2 separate regions of the Sus scrofa genome follow, and region 2 is linked to region 1. Evidence: chromatin contacts called from public Hi-C data. All regions are on one chromosome and are shown on one strand. Each heading gives the region's core, a stretch centred on a gene start, on an enhancer-like site or on the middle of the called end of the contact. The rest is flanking DNA. Distances are from core to core; before and after follow the strand shown.

Region 1 (6,699 bases), core at 2,059-4,558:
CATGCTGTAGTCATGGTCAAAAATAAATACACACACACACACAGAATTTTTAGGGCCACACCTGTGGCATATGCAAGTTACCAGGCTAGGAATCAAATTGGAGCTACAACTGCTGGCCTATGCCACAGCCACAGCAATGCCAGATCTGAGCTACATCTGTGACCTACAGCGCAGATCATGGCAATACCAGATCCTTAACCCACTGAGTGGGGCTAGGGATTGAACCCAAATCCTCATGGATAATAGTTGGGTTTGTTTCCACTGTGCCACAATGGGAACCAAATAAATATTTTATTAAAGAAGAAATTTTTAATCACATAAATGATTCTTGAAACAATTATTAGGCGGTTTTGCCAATGCAATTTCAAATAGAAGTATCAATTTGTTTAATCTCTTTGAAAATAAGTCCCACAAACATTGAGTTTGCATAGTACTCCCAATGCTAAAGTAGATCGAGACAAGCAATACATGTAGATAGAGCACACTGACAACAGATGGCAGCACTAGAACATCAAACCCTGCTTTTCATGTCCATGTTAGGCTGGCACTTGCACAGATGTAAAGCCCCAATCAAGTTGGACAAAAGATGATGTCTACCTAGAAGGTGTCTCATGAGCATCTGAAATAGTCACATAGCACCAAGCAGCAAGCACATTAGGATGTGGAAGCTGCTACATAGAATGGTAATAAGGAGATGAAAATCTTCTGAAACACAGAGGGTATGACTTGGAATTGTAAAAATTGTACACAGAAATGGAGTTGGTTCTTCAATCCTGAAAATGGGGGTATTCACCAAGGATCAGAGCCCTGGGTACAAATAAACACTTAAAATGCATTTCAGTTACATGAAGTTGAATTTTTTTAAAAATTTTTTTGTCATTTTAGGGCCTCGCCCATAGCATATGGAGGTTCCTAGGCTAGGGTCAAATCGGAGGTGTAGCTGCTGGCCTACACCACAGTCAGAGCAATGCTGGATCCTTAACCCCCTGAATGAGGCCAGGGATCGAACCTACGGCCTCATGGATGCTAGTCAGATTCGTTTCCACTGAGCCATGGCAGGCACTCCAAATGTTTTTTTAAAGAAATGAAATTTATTTTCAATAGTAGTTCATATAAGCTAAAGAAAGTGGTAAGTAGGAGTTCCCGTCATGGCTCAGTGGTTAACAAATCCAACTAGGAACCATAAGGTTGCAGGTTCGATCCCTGGCCTTGCTCAGTGGGTTAAGGATCCAGTATTGCTGTGAGCTGTGGTGTAGGTTGAAGAAGCATTGCTGTGGCTGTGGTGTAGACCAATGGCTACAGCTCGGATTAGACCCCTAGCCTGGGAACCTCCATGTGCTGCAGGTTCAGCCCTAGAAAAAACCAAACAAAAAAAAAGAGAAAGTGGTAAGATATAGAAATGAATATTACAATTACTCTTTGGGATAATATTTCTCATATATTAACAGTTGTATATGGCTTATCACTGGGAAGAAATTTTTTTCGAAAAAAACTTGGGGACTGATTTGTCAATTCATTTCACAGGTAACTTATACATGAAGCAATGGATTTCCTCATCCTTCTATACTCCATGATTAACAGCTAGGATTTTGGAGGAAAAGACACCTAGATTGAAATCTCATCTCAGTGGATTTTTAGCTGTATAGCAAGCTAACAAGATACTTAAGTTCTCTATGATGCATCTATAAAAAGCTAACAACAGCTAGCTCACAGGATTTTGTAAGAGTCAAAGCAATAAAGCAAACAGCACAATGCCGAACACATAGTGTGTATTCAACAACTGAAAGCTATTGTTGTGATTTGGTACCTGGGCCCCTCAACCCCAACTTTATGTTTGTACTTTAAATTCCTGAAAATGGGACTGCTAACTATATTATGAATAGAGAAAGTGGCTGGAGACGTGGTAGCTGCAGTAGTGATGTTCTTGCAAATATTGCTGATAAAAATAAAGTTAATTTGGAAGGGAGCGGGGAAAGATGTAAATCTTAGTTTTATGTTAAATAGGCCCCTGTGAAAGGGTCTATTTAAGCTCTAGGCAAGGATCTCTGATTAGTTTTACTTAGCTGTTTGCTGAAGCCAAAGGACTTTATCGGGTGATATAGTAGAGTTTGCCGTGACCCAGAAAAAAACCCTAAAACTATGATTTCTTATTCCTCACCACATTGCCTTAGCGAAGGGCCTGCCCTGTGGAGAAAACTGGAAGAGTTTGGAGTGTGCTGGTAAAATATTCCCTTAGGCCATGACTCCTAGGAAAGAGAGTTCTTACCAGCCTACTCGCAGACTGGTTTCTCCTTTCCTTATCAAGACTGGGGGTTACTCTTGAAGTAGAGAGACAGTAGGTGAAATGGTAAAGAGCAGTTGCTCAATACTTTCAAAATTCAAATTAAAGTTGTAGCTAGGAGAGTTAGACCCAGTAGCCTATGAGCTCCGCTTAAGTGAGAGTCATGTCTCCATTCATTTTTGTGTCCCCAATGCCTCAATAGGACTCTGCATTCAATATATTTATGAATGCATGAATCTTTATAATTTTGTCTTATGTGTAGGAACACTGTACTACTTTTAAAAACAAGTACACCTTTTTAGGTAGTTGCTTGAAAAAGCATGACCTGTATAGTAATAAGGAACACCAAGTGCCAAGTACTGAAGCAAAACATTTTATCCTGTTCCTGAGTGAAGTAAATGCTGGAAACTGAGGCTTCGAGGTTAAAGAATACAACTATGATGGCACAGCTAGTATGTGATAGGGTTTAAAACTTGAATCCAAGGCCGCCTGCCTTTTAAGGACAAGACAAAAGGTCTTGTATTAATTCAGCAAAACCTGGTGAACCGTTGTCCTTCAATATGCAGTTCTAGGCAGTTTCCACCGGGAATTTAAGGCCTGGTTTATCTAGAAGAGCCAGTGTGTCCATCGACCCTACCCACCTCATCCTAATCAGGAACCGAACTGGAAAAGGGAAAACGTGGCCACTGCGCATGCTCAAATGGCCCTTCCTTACTCTTCCTTCCCTCCCCCGGTACGTCAAAGCAGCAACTTCCCAGACGATTTTAGAATGGGTCCCGCCCACTGTGAAGTCAAACGGGCAGAATCTCTTCCGCTTTGCTACGTGGACACTTCTCTTCCTCAGGCCTTTCCAACTTGGAAGCCAACATCACGAGCCTCTGTTTTTCGGGTATTCAAGCTAGAGTTTGCCAGTTGTCAATATGGCGGCTGACAGGCCGGTCCCAAGCAGAGGCTTTTCATAGGCCTACGTCGCATCCTAGCCCCGCCCACTTCGTCTCTCCCGGCTGCGTCCACCTTGGTCTTTTCTACGCATGCGCAGTGGGGGCGGGCCGGGAGGTGGGACTGCTGGAGTCTTCCGTGTGCGGTTGCCGCCGCCGCCTCAGCTTTGCTACTCCTGCCACTCCGGGCTGCGTTGCCGGCGTTAGCCGCGTGAGGGTAAGGGAGGGGACCGACGGAGCGTGTGTGCGCGGGGCTTCCTGCAGTCCCAGCAGTTCCTCTCGCGGGTGGACAGCGGGGTCAGCAGCAGTCGCGGGAGGCCCTAGACGGCGCCATGTCGGCTGGCGGCCCATGCCCGGCAGGAGCCGGTGGGGGCCCAGGGGGTGCCTCTTGTGCTGTGGGGGTCCCCCCTGGCGGGGTATCCATGTTCCGGTGGCTGGAGGTGCTGGAGAAGGAGTTCGACAAAGCCTTCGTGGATGTGGATCTGCTTCTGGGCGAGATTGACCCGGATCAGGCGGACATCACTTATGAGGGGAGGCAGAAAATGACCAGCCTGAGCTCCTGCTTCGCGCAGCTTTGCCACAAAGCCCAGACTGTGTCCCAAATCAACCACAAGCTAGAGGTGAGCAATGGGCTCTGGAGGGGTGGCATTCAGCTCCAGTCATCAGGTCCCGTTTAACGCACCAGTGAAACGACCCTAGAAAACTGCTAACCAGGGCACCTGGGCTTTCATATGTGACGGGGGAGTGCGTTGTGTGCAGGAAGCAGAGTGAAGTGAGATTAGAGTAGAAAAAGTTGTGTAGTTTGACGTGTAGGTCTTCCTGGGAGCCTGTCATCCACCTTCCTAGTATCTCTTTGAGGAGGAAACAGGAACTAAGTGTATCAGTCTACTTGTGCATATTACATTAACAAACCTAAGACTTGGGCTCAAAGATTCTCTATTGTAAGAACACTTTCGTACACCTTTTAACATTTGAGTTTTTGGATCTACTTTCACATTGATAAACTAGGATTGTATATCGCTAGCGGACACAGCCCTTATTTTTAGCTATTTCAGATCAATTTCTGTTGTTTCACACAGACTATTCCTTGTCTGCATGAACTGTTTAGGGGAATTTGATAAAAGCTTAGGAAATTTAGTAGGATAAACAAGATGGTATCAGTGTCCTTCTCACTTTACAGTTAGTTGGTCTTTAAATTACAAGCAGATTCAACCAGAGAGCCCTAGTTATTCGCATGACTTCTAACATTGAGGTTTTATATACTTTACCATATTTCCCTAAGTCTAGATTTATTTTTGAGTGTGTGAAGAATGACCATTTGATTTAGTCTCTTTCTAGTCTTGGGTGTGGGTAGAGTAGTGGTGGTGCAAAACAAAACTACCGTGTTTTGCAGAAAAGTAAATTAGTACATTACAATAATTAGAAATCAGGATGTATTAACACTGTTACATAAAGAGCATTGTCTAACTAGATAATTTAAATACAAGAATGCAGCTTTCATTTTAAAGTAGATAAAAATGGTATAATCAGTGATGTACAAAGCTCTTTGAACACTAGATTTCATAAGAAATCATCATTACTATCAGTTGTGATAATTGAGAGTGCCCATTGGATCCAAATCTATATGAATATCAGAAATACATCCTCTCCTTGCTTAGTGGTTAGCGTTCTTTTGCTTTCCTATCAGCTGTGAAAGAGGTGGTGTAATTTATCTTTGATTAGCACAGAATTGCATATGGGAGATTTCTTCTCCACTGCAAGGACGGTTAATTTCTTTCATCCTTTCTGAAGAGGTTGGAATGGAAGTGTTGATGCGAAGCTAATCACTTCTTATTCTAGGTATATGTAAATATCTCTTAATTTCTTGATTAGTGATAGTTTCTAGAAGATAGTAGTGAAATTGCATTGGATGGTCTTTAGAAATAGTTTGAATAACAGCAAGAGTGGCTTTGGCTACTCTTAATTTACAACTGAAAGTATCTACTGAAGATAAACAACTTTTAAAAAATGAGACAATATCTAACTAATTTTTCGAAAGAATTAAGGAAACTTTAAAGTGATTTTTTGTTGTCAGATATAAAACCCAATTTTGGAGAAAGGGTTGGTCTTTGAGCAGGAGCTGGTGCTGTATTTTTTCATCTTTACATTTTTTAAATGAGTATTCAGAGCTATAATAAAATTATGCAAGTTTATTTTTAGAAATCGTAGTTACATATTCTGATTCTGTTCCACCTCCTGGCTTAGAAGGTGGCCATTATTTCTCAAAATAAGAAATGCTAGCCTATCACAGGGTGAGAATGTTTGAAATCTTTGACTTAAAGATCTCAGAAAATGGTGATTATGTGTTTTTTCAGTTATAGTTGACTTCTCTGTCTGTGGGGTTATTCCTACATTTAACAATTTCTACAGTTTTCATGGAATCAGTTATGTGTTTTATTGAGGAGGGAGGTTCATGGTTAGTAGTGCCTTTCAAAGCAGACCTGCCTTTGTATCATCTGCAGAATTTCGGAGGTTGTCTCATGTAGTGTTAACAATCTATTTAGACCTTGAAATTTTAGAAAAATGTCCACACATTCTTGGCCGGTTTATTTCTTAGTAAGTGAATTCAATTCTGTTGTTTTAAGGATACATTAGGACATAATTTTTGAGGTCAGTTATGGCTTAATATAGCACATGTGCACTAAAAGTCAATGGTTTTAGAGATAAATACCTTAAAACATATTACCATAACATAATTAAGATACAGATACCTCTAGTATAGGCAACTTATGGTTTAAATTGGTCTTGAGTATCCTTCCAGATTAGCCCTTCCCTTGTCCTTTGTGTCTTTAGTTAATACTACATTTAATATTAATGTAGTTAGTAGTTAGGAAAACAATGTTGATGCAAAACAAATTATACGTTGCACTTAAAAATTAAATATAAATGACATCTATCTGACTCCTTTTTTCCTTAAATTATATTTGGGGAGAGGGATGGCTATAAGGGGGAGGGAAGGGCAGAGAATTCAGAATATTTTCAGGTGGTACCATTTCAGATTTCTCACATCTCTCTTATACTTCCCACCTGCTTGAGAATTCCCGCTGTGGCGAGCCACTTGGTGACAGCTGTGCTGGAGTCACAGGTACTGACTGGGATAGCGGTAGTAGTAATAGTAGTAGTAGCAGTAGTAGGTGCCTTGGAGTAGAACAAAGGTTGAGAACCAGTACTTTAGAAAAACTTAGCTCTCTGCCTTGAAATATAGTCTTCTGCCTGTTCACCCCTTCTTTAAAATGACAACAAAACAATACATGTTCTGTCACATCCTTCTTTCCCTCAGTAGTTGCTGAATCAGTATCTCTTTTTAAAGTGATTTACTCTTTACAGCCATCAGTGGAGAAAATTTTAATTTTGGTCTAGAGCTACACTGATAATGAACCAGTGATCTACTATCCTTTTTCTGCTTTAAAGCTATTCTGTTTTTAAACAAGAAGTAAGGTT
Region 2 (6,699 bases), core at 2,543-5,042, 64 kb after region 1:
AGCATGAAAAATCTTTAAAGCATCTCATCTAGGGGGATTTATTCCCAGGACAGGCAGAGGCTGGAAGAAGGACACTTAGCGGGAGGTGAGATCTGCAGTGGGCCATGAACCCAGCAGTGTGGGTTCGAGGGGCAGTGGGTGACTGGGTGGGCTGCAGGTAGGGACAGGGACTGCTAGGAGGACCATATTCAGCTGTAGCTTCTCATTAGTGGGACTCAGCTCCTCCCAGGTTCTGCAAGAGCCTAGGCATTCAGTCTTGCTCAAGTAAGTGCAGAGTGATCATTGGTCTCAGAACCTTAATAACTATTTGGCATATGAATGAATGAATGCAAGAGAAGCATTTTGAGAAGTGTGAGGCCACACTGGTGGCTACACTTGGATCACTGAACTGATACATGAATTTATGAAAGGCCTTGTGGGGATGTTTTTATGAAAGGCTATTCATGGTATCTATAGTTGTGCCTATTGTATAAATGTGATTTCAGTTTCTGCTCGGAATCTAAAGCAGGGTAAAATAAACACAGAAAAATCTCTAGCATTCTTTCTAGATATTTTCTAGGCTGACTATAAGCACCAGTGCAAGTGTAAATAATAATAACAGAACCCAGAGCAAAGTTTCAGCAGCCTTGTCAGAGCAGATGTGTTTCTGCCACAATTGTAAGAAATGAGAGAATGCAATCTTTGCCTCCCAATAGTATTTGATAACATGGAAAACAGAACTAATCTCACTCCCACCTTATCATGTGTGCTAATGTTGCAAAACAATGAAAAAGAAAAACAGTATTTTTCTGCTCTTATCCTCTAGTTTAGGCTTGGCTGTGCTGGGTGTATCAGACAGACTTTTGAGCTACCCATCCTCGGCTACAGAGAGGCCATCCTGAGGAAGTGGTGTTCCAAAGCCAAGCCCTATTCTCCCCTGTCATGATTAGATCATGTGTATAGGGAAGAAATATGACAGATGGACACAGCTCCGCTGTAAAGAAGTTTGTTCTGTGGACTAATTTTTTAATGTTAAAAATATATACAGCCCAAATGTCCCAATTAATTCTTATCTGGAAGCCTTGGAGGAAGGCACGTTCACATCCTTTTAGAATAGGAAACTGAGGCTCAAGGTTATGTAATGACAAACTGAATATATAAATGGATCATGGCCAGATCATAAGTAAAAACAACTCTGGCCAGCAACCTACAGCAAGAGGCATAGGAAGCCAATTCTTATCCATAGTAACCAGCCCAGAAAGCAAGCTGCTAGAAATCAGACTTGTAGCAAGTCAGACTTTTATTTCTGGTAACAATCCAGGAAGCCAAACTAAAATACACCTGAAACAATTGACCACAAACTGCTAGGATTTGATTAATAACTGACAGCATTCCTGATTTTGTCCCCATTTCCAACTTAGGACCAATCAGGGGGAAGCCAAATATGCACCTCTAACCAATTATAGAAGATGACCCCCTTCTAGTTAATCCATCCTGCAGCCTCCCCTAGCCAAGAGCCTCCATTCAGGGCATATTTGAAGACTTCCCCTTTTCCCACTGTAAAGCTTTCCCACTCCTCCGTGGCTTGTGAGTCTCTACCAAAACGGAAGTAATGGTGGCGGATTCCTCTGCTCTAGCAAGTTCTGAATAGGCTTTGCTTGTTCTCATTTGGTTGGTCTTCATTTATTTCCAGAATAATCGGCTCAAGATCCCTTGGCTATTGTGTGGCAGACCCAGGTCTGGAACCAAGTCCTGTGGGACTCCAAGCCTGTGCTCTTTCCACTGTACTCCTTGCCCTCTTTAGGAGGCTGAGCCTCAAGTACCTTCAAAAGCCCACCAAGCAGGACGCCAATGAGAGAGAGGGGCACGTTGGTTTTGCATAATTTATTACAATTAGTATGCATAGAAAACCAGGTAAACTCACAAGGTAAATGGTTTATCTTCCACAATAACCACAGATAGTCTGCCGTGACCTGCCAGCACCTCAGTATTTTAAAATTTGTGTGTTTCACAGAAAGTCACAGTCGTACAAATAGGATTATAATACATTTTTTTAGGGAAAGGACTTTTGGTCCACATTTTCAATTAAAAACAAACAAAACACTTTCCTCTTTGGCAAAAGAGGTTAAATTCCCCTCACAGTGAACTCACAAAGCAAGCTCAGATAAAAACTATGGAAGAGGAGGTGCAGCTGAGGTCTGGGCTAATCTGGAATTAGAGACATGTACTTGAGGGAAATTCTCTTACAAAATACGTTGTTTCTAACCATCTCAGTAGAAAAGCTCTGTAGATCTGGCTTCAGTCACTTTTCTAAGAAAACACTCCAAATAACTTTTTGTGTTTCAGAGTACAGTGTGCTATTTCAGAAGAAAGTCATGAAACGTGTGGGCGTCTGATTTCAGCAATATTTTTAATCTGAGGTACAAAAAAGCATCTGACACAGTAATTCAGAGTGAAATTGCTGTGCCACCTTCATTCAGTTGAGAGAGCAGTTTTGGTTGCTTCATTCAGTTGAGAGAGCAGTTTGGTTGCTGGAAGTCTCGGCATTTGTCTTTGCAAGACAGTTTGAAAAGGCAGATTTGCATGTGAAAGCTGTACAGTATCTGCCAGGCCAGAGGTGAGCAAGAAGCACAGTGTGATGGAGGCAGCTGCTCAGAGAGCCAGGTCCCCCAGGCCAAGGACAGTGAGGTCCCCCGCAGGCCATGGGGACCTGCTCCTTGCATGTCCTGACCAGCCACTGCATCTCACCTGAAGTGGAGTTTAAGGAACAGGCAGCTGCTGAAATGGTTGGGTTTTGTTTGTTGGTTCTTTTTAATCTACAATCATAATTGCTAACAACCACCCTGATGTGCTTTTCATGCTTCAAGTAATTTCATTCCTTCCAGGAGAAGAATGTTAACAATGCTTTTAGTTCTCCGTATCAAAGGAAAGGAAATGAACCATAATAACAACACGGTTAACTTTAAACAGACCTGCTGCTAACACAGTATCAGAAAAATATATTTTAAAAGTAGACATACTATCATAAACGTTTTTGCAACAGCTTCATAAACGTTTTTGCAACAGCTGTGTTCTTCCACTTAACCTCTGTGCAGAACTAAAACCTGCTAAAGCAAACTTAAGTTACTTTTTGTTAAATACAACTCTGTACAGATTGCACATTTTACACCGAAGCAGCTCAGTTATCACAGTCAGAGAAGTGAAAATGCCATATGAGATTTTTCAGTTTTTTAGCCTAACAAAAAACCCACAGACGCTTGCTCTAAGGATCAGAACAAAACCAGCTGCACAATTCTGTAAACAGTGTGAGAGGAAGTCTCTAGGACTCCACAGCAGGATCCTATTAAAACACACACGCGCACACACACCTCCCTCCAGGGCCGACGCTCAGTACCACAGCAGCTTGCTTTCACATTGTGTTCACAGAAGAGCGGTCATGGCCGTCGGGTTGAGGGGTCTGAGGCAGTCTCTGGGGGCCAAGTAGGCAGCAGAGGTCGCGGGTCCGATCTGGGGCTTCTGATAGTCGGGAGGGGCGCGCCCCACGGCCAAGCCGCCGCCCGTGGGCCTGTCGTAGCCCGGGCCCGTGGGGCTCTGCGGCTGCTGGTAGCCGGCGTCCGAGGAGAAGGCACCGGAGGAGAGGGAATGCTTGTGCGCGGGCCCGGGGCCCGGGCCGCGGGGGCCGCACCGCGCGGAGAAGGTGTGCGCGCGGGCCAGGTGCCGCTCCACGATGGGCGTGGCGTACTCGGGCTCCGGGTGGGTCAAGGGCAGGGCGTACTGGTGGCGGCTGGCCGGGAGGGGGCAGTCGTAGTGGCTGCGGGACTCGGCACCCGGCCCTGCCGCCTCCGCCTCGGTGTCCATCGGCCGGAAGGTGGAGCCTTTCCTGGTGACCGTCCCGGTGCCAATCATGAGAGGCTGCTGGTAATCTGAAACCCAAAGGGCAGAGGTTTGTGCACCCCACCCGCACCGGCACCCCCACTGTGCGTAGAGGGGCGCTGCGCTGCACCCGCTCTGCTGAGCGCCCGCCGTGTACCAGGGGTGAAGAGAAGGCCCGGGCAAAAGGCACCGACGCCACACTTATGGGCTACACAACCACACGCTTGCTTTAGGAAGCCGAAAAGGGTAGCAGGGACCTAGAAAGGCGGAGATTACGGTTAACCATAGAGAGGACCATGAGGGAAAATACTCCACGCAGCTCTTAAACTGGCTCTTGAGAGGCCAGATTTTGGAGGTGGAGATAATACCGTGAAGAATGGGAATAGTGATTGAACAACTTATTAACTAACCACAGACAGTGTGATGTGGCCAGAGTATGAGGGACATGGAGTAATTTAATACAATATAAAGAGTGAAGTAATAGGTTGGGACTAATGATAATGGTGAAGCTCCCATTTATGGGAGTCCTTTCTTGGTGCCAGGCACTATTCTATGATACTAAGAGAACAATTCATTAAATCCTCTGAAAAAAGAAGTACTATGAGTTGAGGACTATTATTCCATTTTACAAATGGAAAACTGAAGCAGAGAGAGATTAACTAATTCCCCCCCCCCACCTTTTTGGCTGCACCCATGGCATGTGGAAGTTCCTGGGCCAGGGACTGCACCTCCACAGCAAGTCACTGTAGTTGGGTACTTAACCCACTGCCATGCGGGAACTCCAAAATTAAGTAATTTTTCCAAGATCACAGGGGTAGCAGCCAGTAGTGCTAGAATTCGAACATAGGTCCCAAGTGTGAGCTGTTACCCATATGCTAGATCACAAAGGGCACTAGAAGCCTTGCTAGGAAGTTGATTTAATTCTGTAGAAATCTACTGAGGACCCTAAATAAGAGACTGGCAAAGAGATGTAACTCCAGAAGGAGACTGAAGAAGGAAAGATCAAAAAAACAAAAAGTAAAAGGCAGAGAAATGAAATATAGAAGCCACAAATCAGGTGGCTGGCAGCAGCTTCAGAAAGGCTATTTGGAAAGGGGACAGGTATCAGAGGAATTTGTCACCAATGATGTAGGCAGGGTGGGAGGAAAGAGGATGCTTCCCAGATGTAAAGCTCTGAAAAAACAGGATCCACAATCAAAAGGCAATTAGAGAAGGAATGCACAGAGCATGTGAGGTGAGGGTTAGGAACAATGGGTTCAAGTTTGGGTCCTCTGAGGAACTGATGACACTTGCAGGAGATGATGTCCAGCAGGCAAGAATTACTGACTTACTGGAGACCAAGAGGGAAGTCTGGGTGTGAGCAGACAAGAAGGAAAGGAAGCACTCTGGAGCTCTGGAGTGGAGTGGGTGAGACTGCAGAAGAGTGGGGGCAAGAGTGGGACGTGGGTCCTTGCACGTTTAAGGTGCCTGAGAAGGACCACATGGTGAGGAGGGAGGAGAGGCTCTACTAGAAGAAGAAGGAGAATGAAAGGAGGACAAGGGGTTCTTCTGTGTCCTTGCCTCACTCCCAAGGCAGAGTGAGAATTGTCCAGGGGGGGAATAAGATGGATTTTGGTGGTAGAGTTGCTCCTTTGGCCCCTGAAGCAGGTCAAGTAACCTTTCCACTGGTACTTTTCCAACCTTAATACATATACACATCACCTGGGAACTTCTGGTTCAGCAGGCCTGGGGCATGGCCTGAGAGCCCATGTTTCTAGAAAGCTCCTGGGTGCAACTGCTGGTCCTCAGAATGTACTTGGAGTAGCAGGAAGTGAGAGCCAGCAGTGCTACTCAGAGTGTGGTATATGGATGCCTACATATTAGAACTGGTTGTGACAGGTCTGCAAAAAGGTAAGTGCACAAATGGAAAGTGTTCAGGAAGAGCAATTTTAGCAAGTAGTTTTATGTCCCTTGAGTCTAATTTAAAAATGAGAGCATTATATTTTGTTACATCTTTTAAAAATGTTCATTTACTAAGTTTACATTACAAAAATACTAGTCCTTGATGGATTAGAGATTTCCTTTTTTTTTAAAAGCAAAAAATGACTCCTTCCTCACAAATCATTTGAAAAACTTGACTCTGGACAATGGCTGATCAGGAACCTGAGGACATTCTAACTGATTCCTTCATCTCCTGCCTCCTCTTCTTACAAGACAGGAGCTGTGCTTAATTCATCTTCCTAGTCCCTTTCCTGGCATGTTACTCAAAACCTAAGTAACAAAAACAGACTGATTAAGGGCTTCCAGATTTTTTTTTTCTTTCTTTCTTTTTTTTAGGGCTACACTCATGGCATATGGATATTCCCAGGCGAGGGGCTGAATCAGAGCTACAACTGCCAGGCTATACCACAGCTCACAGCAACACTGGATCCTTAACCCACTGAGCAAGGCCAGGGATCAAACCCACATCCTCATGGATACTCATTCGGTTAACCACTGAGCCATGACAGGAACTTCCAAGGGCTTCCAGATTTCAGTGGTACCTAAGGACCACTGCTGTGGTTGTCAGGGCCCCTGCAGGTGTAAGAGGCTTGGTTGAATGGGGCTTTCGAAAAATATTTCAGTGTCTGTTTGTAACACTGCACAGAGCAGAAAGAGAAAACTTCACACATGACTGATTCTCAGACCCCATCTAACAAAAGATGTGAGTCTTATTTTTCTTCCTGGTCTCCCCTCTCCCATGAGCAGCACCTCCAACACCTCCCCTGTCACGGAGGCTTGTACTTACCTGCCATATCACTTGTGATGAGATCCAACTTTTGTGTCATCTCCTTTTCATGATCGTAGCTGATGGTAAACTCAGCTGAC

The links. A called contact is a pair of places that touch in the nucleus more often than the background predicts.
Region 2: a contact with region 1 is called in a Hi-C map of skeletal muscle, with 1.8 times the contacts expected there. The contact joins the enhancer-like site here to the promoter of GOPC in region 1. A contact is called at or near these places in 5 of 47 Hi-C or Micro-C datasets (embryonic fibroblasts, fetal heart ventricle, liver and 1 more).

What each region holds. Positions count from the first base shown.
Region 1 is chr1:44,236,056-44,242,754 of Sscrofa11.1, forward strand. It overlaps GOPC (Golgi-associated PDZ and coiled-coil motif-containing protein), which reads left to right and starts at 3,309. Exons shown (of 9, transcript XM_003121242.5): 1 at 3,309-3,839. The coding sequence starts at 3,552.
Region 2 is chr1:44,299,264-44,305,962 of Sscrofa11.1, forward strand. It overlaps DCBLD1 (discoidin, CUB and LCCL domain-containing protein 1), which reads right to left. Exons shown (of 15, transcript XM_005654388.3): 14 at 6,620-6,699; 15 at 1,845-3,902. The coding sequence ends at 3,400. Among named protein-coding and RNA genes, the nearest start is that of GOPC, 63 kb to the left of the region's middle. Within about 2 kb of position 3,793, at least 42 of the 83 cell types and tissues checked have an H3K27ac peak or open chromatin away from gene starts, as enhancers often do. A contact at or near this core is called in liver and skeletal muscle, where this site is marked.